3 separate regions of the Oryctolagus cuniculus genome follow, and regions 2 and 3 are each linked to region 1. Evidence: chromatin contacts called from public Hi-C data. All regions are on one chromosome and are shown on one strand. The core of a region is the stretch at or near the end of the contact, and the rest is flanking DNA. Distances in the headings are between cores, read along the strand shown. Region 1 has its middle 6.0 kb from the start of TRNAK-CUU. Region 2 has its middle 140 kb from the start of TRNAK-CUU. Region 3 has its middle 190 kb from the start of TRNAK-CUU.

Region 1 (4,166 bases), core at 1,002-3,501:
TGAGAGAGGGACGCCTATCCAGGGCTAAGGAAATTGAATGTGAATGACTCAACAAGCAAGCGTACCGTGTTACTTAGCTTTCCATGTAAGCCTCCCTTCATGGCTCATGGCAGACACAAACAAGGACATGGGTAGCCTTCCGCAAGGGGGAGTGGGCACTACCCGGGCAGAGGCACTGGCTAGGGGCTTTTGCAACCTTGGCTCTGTTGGCCTCTTGACAGCCCTGGTGTTGGTGTGCTGACCCAGCTGCATCCTAGGCTAGGGTGAGTAGGAGGCGGGAAGTTCTGAGAAGTTCCGTCTTGCCTCACAATGATCACATGGAAGGCCAGGTAACACGGTACGCTTGCTTGTTGAGTCATTCACATTCAGTTTTCTTGGCCTACTGAGCCATGTTTGTGAAGCAGCTAGCCTCGGTGTTGAGTTTCTTTTTTTTTTTTTTTTTATTTTTTTTTTGACAGGCAGAGTGGACAGTGAGAGAGAGAGACAGAGAGAAAGGTCTTCCTTTGCCGTTGGTTCACCCTCCAATGGCCGCCACGGCCGGCGCGCTGCGGCCGGCGCACCGCGCTGATCCGATGGCAGGAGCCAGGAGCCAGGTGCTTTTCCTGGTCTCCCATGGGGTGCAGGGCCCAAGCACCTGGGCCATCCTCCACTGCACTCCCTGGCCACAGCAGAGGGCTGGCCTGGAAGAGGGGCAACCGGGACAGAATCCGGCGCCCCGACCGGGACTAGAACCCAGTGTGCCGGCGCCGCTAGGCGGAGGATTAGCCTATTGAGCCGCGGCGCCGGCCGGTGTTGAGTTTCTTACAAGCTGCTGAGGTCAGAATGACAGGTAGTTCCCGACTTGTCCTCAGGACTGCAGTGAAATAGGAGAGCCACTCAGGGAGACAAGTGTGACCCTGATCCATGTTTCACATGGGCCTGTGCTGGAACTGGGGACATGGCAGGGGGTGAGCCAGGAAGGAAATGCCCTTTAGAGGCCGGCACCCCAGAGGGCATGGGGCCATTTCCCGCTTCTGAGAAGCAGGGCTGGTCTGAGTCGAAGGGGCCTCCGTGGGTGGGTGTTGAGTCAGCTGGCACCAGACCACACCTTGCAGGCACTGCTCCCCCGACTCAGTCTAGATATTCACTCAGAAAGCACATGTTCTGTGTTGGACGTTCAGAAAACATCACCCCCGCCACCGAGAGATGAGTCCAGTAAACGATTCTGTGTGGGGTGTAGGTGGAGGCTATCAGCCCTGTGATGGTTCAAGAGGGGCCTCAGGGGAGGACCACTGAGGGTGAATGGCCCACTTTGGCCTGCTGTGTGACGGTTGGACACCTGCCCAGCCTTTCTTCCCACTCTGGATGCGTGGCAGGCAATGGCATGCTGAATGATGCCTACGTGCCTCGTTTCAAACCCTTCAACGGGAGAACCCTCCCACCCCGGCCGACAGTCACTCATCAGCACACATGCACGTGACTGGCCTGGACGCAGAGGCTCTTTCCCTGGTGGTGTGCATCAGGGTCAGTGCCTGTGAGCGCCTGCTGCACTGAGTCTGGATCTCCCAGACCAGGAGCGTCACGGGGGCCAAGACTGTGGGGACCCACTTTCCCCTTTTGCTTGGCACCTGGGGCCTGCTGCTGATTCACAGGCCAGACATGGACGAGGGGCCTTCTGAAAGCCCACGGAAAACGGAAGTAAAAGATCCACACGATTTGGGAGCAACTTCATTTTAACACCATGCATCGTTGTTTCATAACACCCATCGTCCATGAACTTCTTGAAGATCTTTCTGACGCATGGCTTTCAAATATTTTTTTAATCAAAACAAACAGATTTTTTAATTCAAATTTTCAGGAACTTTTTAAAGTACGTTGTATAATGCAGGTACATACATTTTTGAAAACATTAAAAACACACACACACACAAATGTTTGTAGAATGCTCATCTCTATCTGCTAATCTTTATGATTTCAGAATCGATAGCCCTGACTGTAGGAGAAAGGGGATGATCTGGGCTCTAACAGGATAGATCCCCTGAAAGGAAGATCTGTACCCAGGTCACGCTAGCCGAGGGAGGGCTGGAAGAGGCAGAGACACAGCCCCTGCCCCTTCTTTTCTCTTCTCACTCTGTCCTCTTGCTTCCCCGGCATCCTCCATTGTTCAGGGAGGGCGACTGCATTGCCAAGTGTGCCTCGGCAGGCTGAGCCTTTCGTCTTCGGCATGAGTGCTGCGCCTTTGCTTGTATTTTTCCACACTGTCTAAATAGAAACCGCTCATTCAAATCTTATTCAACTTCCTAGAAATAAAATATGAAAGTGGGTGAGAGCTCCAGTGCTCTCTGCTATCCAATGCAAATGTATGCAAATTTCTTCATATGAGAATCATTGTCTAGTTGTCATCCTCGCACGGGGCACATCAAAGCCATATGACCTGATTTTTGCACCTGCTGTTTAATTAAATTTACAAGGCAGACACACTCTCCACTCCCGGTGATATACAAATCCGTTTTTACAACCACAGCTTCTAATTTACAAGGGAGCTGACTGCTGAGTTTCAGCACCAATAGCTGCCCAAATGCTCTTTGTTATACTGAGGATTAAAAAAAAAAAAAAAAAAAAGGAAAAAAATGGCCATCATTTGGGCAGATGGATCAATGGAAACAGGAAAAGTGATTTTTCTCTCCCATCCAGCCTTGGATATTTTATAGCTTTATTGGGGCATATGGACATATACCAAACTAGACATATTTAATTTATACATTTTGATGAGCCTGGACATATGCGAACACCTTTGTGAAGACACAAGGGAAGATATGAGTCAAGGCGTACGCGCCAACGCAAAGAGCACTCGTGTTTCAGTTGGTTCCCTGTCATTTTGGTGGAAGGGACAGAACACCAAGCTTGCCGGCAGCTTCCGGCTTCCAGTCACTTAGTACCAGGGAGTACAAAGGGGTGCAGATAGGGCAAGGCCAGCGTGCATTCAGGGAAGCAGGGGGAGCCGAGGCTGAGAGAAGCCGTGCATGTTTTCTTGAAAAATGCTTCCTGCAGGAGGGCAATGTGGTATGAGTTCCTCTGTCCATCCACAATGAGTTTCGGGTCTTTAAATCGCACTTGTCTTTGCCAACGGCAAAGCTTTGCTGCTGAATGTTGGGTCGGTATTTTCCTTTGGGCTGACCTGGTGGTCTTCTCTGTCTTCAGAGCTAGTCTCCAGGCATGGATCTGATCTCTTCGAGAGATATTCAGAAAAACATTCTGGAGGAAGCATATTAAGAGGAGGCGAGGAGACTAGATTAAAAATATGTATCCCAATTTTGTTGTCTTTTTCTGCTAATGCAGCCAGTCTGAGGACTTGGGTGGAGGAATAATGCTTTTTAAGTTATGGCAGAAAAACAATTTAATGAAAGTCATATTTTTTCACCCTTGCACTGTACAATTTTGAAAACCCTCAGAAATATAATGTTTTATGCAGTACTGCAAACAAATCATCTCCTGATACAGGAGCGTGAGCTTCTGAGGCCTCACCAATAGGTGGCGCCACGCATTCACGGAACCCAATACCGCCGCAGACAAGTTTGGAACAAGTCAGAAATTGAAGCTCTGAGCTGTGACTGACTGTGAGACATATGGGTTGAATCCCAGGCCTGCCCAAGAATAACTTTGAAGAAAATTTTGTTTTCTGGCAATACAGATGCTAACACACCACAGAACCTTTAAAAAGAATAAATATGTAGATGGTTCATGGCTCTCAGAATAATTTAACCTCCCCCAAAGTTAAGACAGCATCACCAAAGTAAAATAAGCCAAGCACTGCCTTTCTGTCTTCAGGAGACTCCGTTCGGTGGCTGCAGACTCTCACGAGTTATTTGTCAGTTGGTTTTTTGTTTTTTAATGGCATTTTATTTCAGCCCCAAATGCAGAAAAAAGGGTGGTTTCATCTTAAAATGAGCTAATTCTCGATGAATAAAGCTTACAAAGGGAGTTCTAGGCAGGAGGATGTCTACCTAAACTTGGAATTTTTTGCTTCTTTGTTCTGTGGCAGGAACTGTTCCCACTTGAGAATCAAACATACGTTGTAGAAACGCTTTCTCTTGCCGCGGAAGATGCGAGTGGTCTCAGAATGGGTGGCGAATGATTTCCAGAGATAGGATTTACAAAGCTGTTCATTTTAACTGGAAGTTGAAGCT
Region 2 (4,263 bases), core at 1,144-3,643, 140 kb after region 1:
TGGGATGCACTGATGCACTGCCGAGAAGACGGGGTGTTGAGTAAGGCTTCCCTGGGCTCTGCATAGCTCAGGGTGACCTTGAGATAAACGGCTGAAGGCCAGCGCAGGACACTGAAGCTGGACAGTGAGAGTTTGGGGCCCAGCTCCAGCCTTAGAGGACTGTGCACTTTGATGGGGCAGGCTCTGAGGAGGATGCAATGCAAGCTGCCCCCTGGAGCTGGGATGAGCCTCCCCCTCCCGGTGATGGGTAAAGGAGGAGGAGCTCAGACAGCTGTCCCAGTGCCTTCAGGAGGTGCCTCTAGATTTGCAGGCTCCCCAGGGGCAGGATAAATCCTGCAGATTGTGAGCTGGCCGGTGGCCTCCTTACTCCCAGGAGACTCCACCCCCAGCCTCCATCTCCATAGGAAAGCATTCTAATCTATCCCCCACCCACGTGCCTGACTGCACTTCCAACTCAGCCAGCTGAGCCACTGGCCCTGCCCGCCCCACTGTGGCTTTGGTTCTTTGGCGCCCTCTGCAGCTTTTACGGTGAGACCCGGGCTCTGGAACCAGGAAGAGTCAGGGCTGCCGCCGTGCCCATGGGTGCGTCTTGTCCTTGCACGCTTGTCACTCTGCTTTCAGTCCTCCCTGTCCATGTCCATTTCTGCTCAGAAGTTCAGAAGTCCTAGCTGTGACCTCGGGCCAGTGAGGGACCCAGATCCAGCTCTCAGATTCCTCAGTGGAAGACTGGTCATGGGCACAGTGTGTGTCAGAACAAGAAGCCCTACTGTGACCCACTCCTGGGGCCTGCATGATCTACAGCCCCACTCATGAGGGTTCCTCTCTGGTGACCATCCAAAGATGGTCAAGATGTAAGCAAGTGAGCTGCACAGAGCCTGAACGTGCTTCCCTGTCCACCTTCCCACTGGTGCAGAGTCCTGGATGCAGGCGGGGGGTCTGGAGATCCCCTGAGCCTTCCCTTGTCCACATGGAGCTTCACACCCGTGTCACGCAGACCTGTTGAGTGTCTGCCATTTTTAGTCTAAGTACAGGGGTGCTGTGAAAGGCACGAGAGGTCTTTGGCTTTGGGCAAACACAACCATTGCTTGTACCTTGCAATCGGGGTAGATCTAGGACCTAGCACCGTGTTTGATGGCCTCTGACAACCCAGAACTGTGACGGCCGAAATCCTCCTTGGCTTGGAGTCAGCACCTGTGCAGTCACTGTGCAGGTGACCTGATCTGGGAGCCTCAGCGTCCCCACCTAGGAACTGACGAGAGTGGTACCAGCTCTCCGGTGGTGCCAGCATGGGGTGTGGTCAGCTGAGCACACCCAGCAGAGCCTGGCACTTTGCAGGTGTTCTGCTGTGGCTCACCTGACCGCTTTGCCGTGGGGACTCTCCTGCCACAGACTGTCATTCCACAGGCTTGTGTTATAAATAGATCTGAATCAATCTGAGGTGGCCTAAGAGCCCTTCAGTGCCTTCAGAGAGGCATAGCCTGTTACGCAGGAGTGTTTCTGGGAGAAGGAGAGACTCAGAGACTCTTTGAACGCCCGGGGAATCAAAGGGAGGCTGCTGTGTGCACACCTGGGTCCCTGCTGGGCAGTGTTCTGAGTTTCAGAAGATTGCAACAGACGAAGAGAGAGGAAGAATGAAAGAGGAAAGTAAGGGCAGACAGGAGGAGGAGCAGAAGGAAGAGAGAGACAGCCCGGAGAGAAGCTGCCCGTCACGTCCAGGTGCTCCCACTGTCTTATTTGCTGAGCTCTGCTTTGGCCAAAACAACGTGTGTCCAGCAACAGGGAGAGCACAACCCAAAGAGAGAGAGAGAACTGGGAGCCCCAGGAAGATCTCTGAGACGCGGAACGATGGATTATCTTTAATCTGGACAAATGTCAAAAGCATTAACGGCTCAGTGCTAACCCCCAGCCTCATGCCAACTTGCGATTAATCGTGGTGCCTGGAAACCTTTCTTGGGAGGCAGTCACCAGGGAGCCCTCCATGCTCAGTGCTTGGGGCAGTCTGGAGCCCCAGCTGCCAGGCTAGGAGCCAGCAAGCCCATGTTCCAGCCGCGACGCTGCTTCCCGACCAGTGTGTCTCCCCTTTCAGCATCTCTGTTCCTGTTGGTGCAGGTACTAAGGCAGAGGCTCAGAGACGGTCCAGGATCATCAGAGGGAGGACAGGATTTCGTGGCTACATTTCCCAGCTCTCGGCTTTGTTCCTGCCTAGGGCTCACCATGCCTACAGCTCCCAGTTCCCCTCCGAGTCTGGAGGGAAACTACTGCTCTGTTACTTACAGGAAAGTAGATTGGGAAAATCTGGCATTCTATGTTCAGACGAATTCTGCGAGCATCCAGAAAACAGCACGGAAGGAAAGTGTTAGCCACCCACGGACGCATGGGCTCCGTGCGAAATTCAGCTCACGGCCCAGCGACAGCCTCGTCCGCAGGCACAGAGAGGGTTGTTTCCCACCTTTGGACAGCGTGTGGGTGACTGCACTTCTGGAGGGGCCCGAGGCCAGCACGCGTTTGTTGGCATCCCAGCCGGTGAGCCAGACCAAGCTTGGTCCTCCAGACACAAGACATTGAAGCTGTCTGGGGAGGCCCCGCATCTCCGTTGGGGGAGATGCCTTCTGTGGAGCCCCAAGCAGAGGAGGAGGGGCTGCAGGCCATGCGGACAGCAAAGCCCCACAGCCCAGCGGGGCTCTGGGATCCCGAAGGCTCCGGAGGCTCAGGCTTGCCCCCAAAGCTTCCACTCCCTGTGCCTCCTGCCTGGCACACTTCCTGAACTCCAGGTGAGGGAGCTGGCATTTCCCCGGGAGTCTCCATCTTCGCAGAGGAATGTTTTGAAAACATGGGCTCTTGCTGCAGCCGTACTTCCTCCCAGCATCTGGTCCTCCGTGCACAGCCCACGGGCTGGCCCTTGGCTGGTAGTGTGGAAACCATGCCAGGCTGACCTCCTATAGCTGCTCTGGAGTGAGCACAGGCCAGGGGATGAGATGCACCTCCCACAGCCCAGCTGTCCATTCCCTGCAGCTCAAAGCACTGGGGCCTTGGGGGAAAGAAACCCTCGCATGCCCTCACAGCTGTCCCCAGAGCCCCTCACGCAGCAGCCCTGAGAGCACCCTGCTCTGTTTCATGCAGGCCCCGCCACGTAGTGTGTGTCCACTGTCACCTGGCCACGTAGTGTGTGTCCACTGTCACCTGGCCACGTAGCGTGTGTCCACTGTCACCTGGCCACGTAGCATGTGTCCACTGTCACCCGGCCACGTAGCGTGTGTCCACTGTCGCCCAGCCACATAGTGTGTGTCCACTGTCACCCGGCCACGTAGCGTGTGTCCACTGTTGTCTGGCCACGTAGCGTGTGTCCACTGTCGCCCAGCCACATAGTGTGTGTCCACTGTCACCTGGCCACGTAGCGTGTGTCCACTGTCACCTGGCCATGTAGCGTGTGTCCACTGTCGCCCAGCCACATAGCATGTGTCCACTGTCACCCGGCCACGTAGCGTGTGTCCACTGTCGTCCGGCCACATAGCATGTGTCCACTGTCGCCAGCTGCTGGCTCAGCCACCTCCCCTGAGTCTGCCCCTCAACTTGGCACAGCTGGAGTCCCAGCAGGGAATAGCAATGAAAGCAAACTCCATCAGTGTTCAAACGGAATAGCACCAGCACCGTGCTGTTGTTTGTGGCTCCCATTCTTTTGGTGCCATCTGCAGCCACAACCTGCCTGGTTTGCAAACCCAACTCTGTATCCCATTTGCTCCCTTCACTTGCCCGATGTGATGCTGCACAGGACTCACTGGTTATCTTTGTGCCCTTCCCGGGCTACACTGGGGCCGGTGAAGATCTTCCTCACATCCTGGCTCCCAGAACACCTCTTCAGCTCTCTGTCTGCTCCCACCTGCTTTGTAGATCTTCCTGCTGCCACCATGGCTGTGAAACTCTGTGTGTGTGTGCTCATGTGTGCTCCTGTGTGCGCGTGTGTGCACGTGCACAGCTGCCTGGGTTCTTATCACCACCACCGAGAAGCTAACACCTGAAGGGCCAGGAGGCCCCCAGAATCCTGTGCTGCCCCAGTGCTGGCTATGGTTTCAACTATAAAATATGCTTTCAAATGACAAAGGCAACAGGAGGGGGTGAAAATAAGGGACAAAATGAAATTGTCGTAAGCTTAATGGACTAAGTCTCCAAGGTACTGGACATTGCTGGGGGATAGAAGGAACTGTGACCTGGCAGATACTATGACATCCACAAGCCAAGGGAAGCCTGGAGACACCAGAAGCTGGA
Region 3 (4,016 bases), core at 1,306-3,805, 190 kb after region 1:
CGTTTAATGTCCCCAAGTCTTCGTAGATTGTGATGTCACTGCCCAGAGAGCTCCTTGGTCCTTTTTCTAGGTGGCCAGTTTGTTGCCTGTAACTCCATGCAATGTTCCTTCCTGTGGGCGTCCTCCAACCCGCTCCCCGCTCGTGCCCTGCACGCTCACTCTTCACACTTCTAGCTTCCCTTCAGGTTACACAGGCATCACGGGAAACAGGGATGTCTTTTTCTCTACGTTTTCCTGAGAATGAATGCCTAAGTGACCTGTTTCTACGACACACGATGCTTTCCTCTAATTTTGAGTCCATTAATTAACACGTAACTGATGGGCAAAATGGAAATTTCAGTTACAACCCTAAGAGACGGGCAGATAGCACCGTCCAGAACATGCAGGCTGCACTTCAGGGGAGGAAGGGCTGCCCCTCGCCCGTGGGCTGCTGGGAGGAAGACCCCACCGGCGCCAGGGTTTCCACGACCAGCCCTGATGCCCCGCGAGGAGGGAGGGTGCTCCCGCCCTCCCTGCCGCTGCCGCGACCCTTCAAGGAGCTCCCTCGGAAGGCGGGGTGTTGTGGTTTGTCTTTTGGTGAACCCCGGAGGGTGAGAGGCAGGAAGCAGCCAGCAGCAGGGAGTGAAGAGGGCACTGACCCTGGGGCAGACGTGTGTGTTTGCCCTGCAGGGACCAGGCACAGGCAGTGGACAGGGCGCGAGACGGGTCAGACTACCTCCGGTCTGGGGACTTGCGTCCTGGAGGAAGAAGTCTGATGCCCGGGTTTTGAAGAAGGAAATCTCGGAGACCCTCAGGAATGGGCACTGAGTACCAAGCGGCCGTCACTCAACTCCAAGCCCAACCTCGCAGGAGGAGCCCGTGCTGCAGGGAAGTGTGTGGCCCCCACGCCGCCTTCCCCCGTGGCCAGGGCTGTAGAGAGACTGCAAGCCGAGAGGGGAGAGGGCCCGCTCCTTCCCCTCTGCACAGTCTGTGCAGGCAGCCGCTGAGCTGTGCTCTCTCTCTCGGCAGTGCTGTAGAGCATCATTTCGGTCCCTGGCTCCTTCCTCCAGGCCTCTGGAGCCAGTCAGGGACAGCAGCTCCAGGAAGTTCCTCCTCCACCTCTGCCTCCATTCCTCCAGCCCCCAGCAGCTCCCTTCCTCCCACACGGACTCCCTCTGCTGGGACGCCAGCTAGACTCCAGCTACCCTTTGTGCCTTGAAATCTCACCCACTCCTTAAATGAGCCTCTCTATGGAACTCACCACCGTGGTCCTTGTCCCGCCTGCACTCTGCCGTGATCCTGCACCAAGAGAGCTGCAGTTGCCGGGCTCGGAAACGAGCAGAGGGAATGAGGGCCCCAGGAGCAGGAGGGCCAGCCCCGGGCCTCTGCGGGGCCACGGTGCGTGGACAAAAGCCCGGGATGACACGTCCCTTGTGTCCCAGCCCTTGATCGCATTTTGCAGGCAGCAGCATGGGAGAGAGAAGGCAGCTCCACACAGAGAAAGGCAGAAGGAGCCAACCAGAGCGTCGGTCCAGGCAAGGGGAGGCCTCACCTCGAGCCTGCTGTCCGGGTGTGGTCCACACAGGGCTGGACATGAGTTTACCGCTATGTTGATGTTCTGATTAAGAAAACCGCTATTATTGATCGCTATTTATTTTAAAACGCTCCCTCTCCCCCAGTGTCCCGAGGGCTGCTAAAGACGTCATCTAGGAACAGAAGGAAGAAAAACACACCAAGCAGGTCCAAAGGGAGTGTGGCATCAGAAATGGCAGGCTTGGACGCGGCCCCCTGGTGCAGGCAGCGAGGACCATGGACTGCACCTGGGCAATTCAGTGCAGGAGGCCGCCCACAGGAGCCCCGGCAGGCCCTACTCCAGCTCCAGCGCCTGGCTCTTTCCTCCTGGAGCGCCGCGAGTCCATCCTGCGCTGAGTCCCGGGCTCTCAGGCACCAGGAATCCCGAGTCCAGAATTCCCCCTCACCCTGCTCTTGCCTTTCACCTGCTGTCTACAGGGGGACCTGGGAACCACCATTCCATGGACAGTGCCAGGTCACTGACGCACAGGTGTCCAGCGATGGGACCTGAACCCAGGTTTGTCAAAGGCCACCTGAAAGAGCAGTAGGACCCCTAATTCTGCGTGGGGCCCTGGGCTGCCTTCCGGGAGCAGAGAGACGGACACGTGCAGTGGGGGGCGAGGGAGGCTGCCCCCAAAGACGGGGGTGGGGGCGCTGGGCCTGCGGGCTCAGTCCAGGCTCCTGGGTGCGGGCTCTCCGCGGTCCTGCCCGGCCGGCTTCCAGCCTCCCGGGCTGCGGCCTCTCCGGAACCGGTTTTTTTTTTTTTTTTTTTTTTTTTTTTTTTGCGGGCCTCTGAAAGACTTATTGAAAGCTCCCCCCCAGACCCGGCCACCCGCGTTTCCTGCACGGGGCCGGGGCTTTGTGCATTGCAAGCGCCCGACAGCTGGGTGAGCGGCCGCTTCCGCCCGGGCCGGGGCCGCGGGGCGCGCTTCCCTCCAGCTGTGCGAGCGGCGCCTTGCGAGGCCCGCGCCGAGCCGCCGTCCAGCTGCGCGCCGCGCCCTCCCGCGCCGCCCTGCATGCTAATCAGGGCCCGCGCGCCGCCGGAGAAGGGCTCGTTTGTGGCGCGCGCAGATGCGCCCCCCGCGCCGGCCCCCAGCGCTTCCGCCGGCGCGCAGGTGAGGCCGGCTGACGTCACCGCAGGTGTGGGCCGCGCCGGGCTCCGGTCTCCGCAGGGGCGGCGGGGGCTGGGCGGGCGTCCTCGTGAGCCCCTGCCCGCAGCGTCCCCTGAGCGTGCCCTGAGGGGTGCAGGGGGCCCGAAGCCTGCAGAAGCAGTCTGTCTGGACAATGAGGCTGGTCGCTGGTCCAGAGGATGGTGACCCCTCTTCCTGGACGTCCCTGGTGGGTCCAGTTCTGTCCAGGCCTTGCCGGATGAGGATGACTCTGTAGGAACCCGTCTTCCCCCTGCTCACCCCCGGGGCACTGACAGTGGGTGCCTTCGTTCACCCAGTGCCCCTTCTGCATTGCACCTCGCAGGGCACCTCCTGCTGCCCCTGCCCCTCTCTCTGCCCGCCAAGGGGTGCACGGCCAGGCTGGCCCAGCCCGTGGCCCAGCCTCGCAGGAGAGTCCTGGTGTTTCACCGTTCGCCCTGTGTGTCTGCCTGAGTTTATGGATGATTGACACTTCCTGGGGCTTCTCCAGGTGCCCTGGGGCCTAACTCCCACTCAGTCCTGCCCATGTGCAGGGTCCTGGGAGGGTCCTGACTGCTGCCTCTAGGCGGCCTCTTAGATGTCCCATTGCCAGCCTGAGACCAGAAACCCCCGAGGACGGGACCAGGCACCCTTCATCCTTGGGGCTTAAGGTACAGGGGCTGAAAGGAAATGAACTGCTCTCCCCCCCCCACCCCCGCTCTGAGCTCTAAGGACCAGGGGGTGGTTAACGCCTCCATCTTGTAACGGTCCCTAAGAGATCCTGGCATACTGGCATCAGGGAGGGATACCCGTGCTGCGGGCCGCTGCTTGTTTGGGGCTGGTTCATGAACTACTCTTACAGTTGCTTCCTTTAAGGGGTTATGTGCTAAGTTGCCCCTCCCCTAACAGATTCTGGCCTTAGTGGTTAACAGGGAGAGAAGAGCACACTGGAGTCCCTATACTTGCAGGGCTACTTGTTTGGGGGTGGTTCAGGGGTGGCTTTCACAATGGCCGCTCAACATGTGCTGAGTTGCCCCCTCCCCAGCCCCCCACGTTCCCTCTGGTCTGGTCTAACAGTCCCGGGTTGGGAATCACAGTGAATTCCTTTGATTTCCGTATTGCTTTAATGCTTAGGAGACTTGTCTGCTCCCCACAATCCAGGGAAAGGATTATCACCCATAATTTACAACCGAGAAAGCTGAGGGAAAGAAACTGACCTTGCCTGATCAACACGGAAAAGGAAACAGGCCAGCACGCTGAGGTCTCGCTCCTGCTCCTCACCTGGCCTACACAGCTGTGTCATCTGGACCTCACATGTTTTCTTTTACACGTTTGGAT

The links. A called contact is a pair of places that touch in the nucleus more often than the background predicts.
Region 2: a contact with region 1 is called in a Hi-C map of skin fibroblasts, with 2.7 times the contacts expected there. The contact joins two enhancer-like sites. A contact is called at or near these places in 3 of 6 Hi-C or Micro-C datasets (ear pinna, skin fibroblasts and an unstated tissue).
Region 3: a Hi-C map of an unstated tissue shows a contact between it and region 1, with 2.2 times the contacts expected there. The contact joins two enhancer-like sites. A contact is called at or near these places in 2 of 6 Hi-C or Micro-C datasets (embryonic fibroblasts and an unstated tissue).

Annotation. Positions count from the first base shown.
Region 1 is chr2:194,437,771-194,441,936 of mOryCun1.1, reverse strand. No RefSeq gene overlaps it. Among named protein-coding and RNA genes, the nearest start is that of TRNAK-CUU, 6.0 kb to the left of the region's middle. Within about 2 kb of position 2,251, at least 1 of the 8 cell types and tissues checked has an H3K27ac peak or open chromatin away from gene starts, as enhancers often do.
Region 2 is chr2:194,302,526-194,306,788 of mOryCun1.1, reverse strand. No RefSeq gene overlaps it. Among named protein-coding and RNA genes, the nearest start is that of TRNAK-CUU, 140 kb to the left of the region's middle. Within about 2 kb of position 2,393, at least 2 of the 8 cell types and tissues checked have an H3K27ac peak or open chromatin away from gene starts, as enhancers often do.
Region 3 is chr2:194,249,365-194,253,380 of mOryCun1.1, reverse strand. No RefSeq gene overlaps it. Among named protein-coding and RNA genes, the nearest start is that of TRNAK-CUU, 190 kb to the left of the region's middle. Within about 2 kb of position 2,555, at least 1 of the 8 cell types and tissues checked has an H3K27ac peak or open chromatin away from gene starts, as enhancers often do.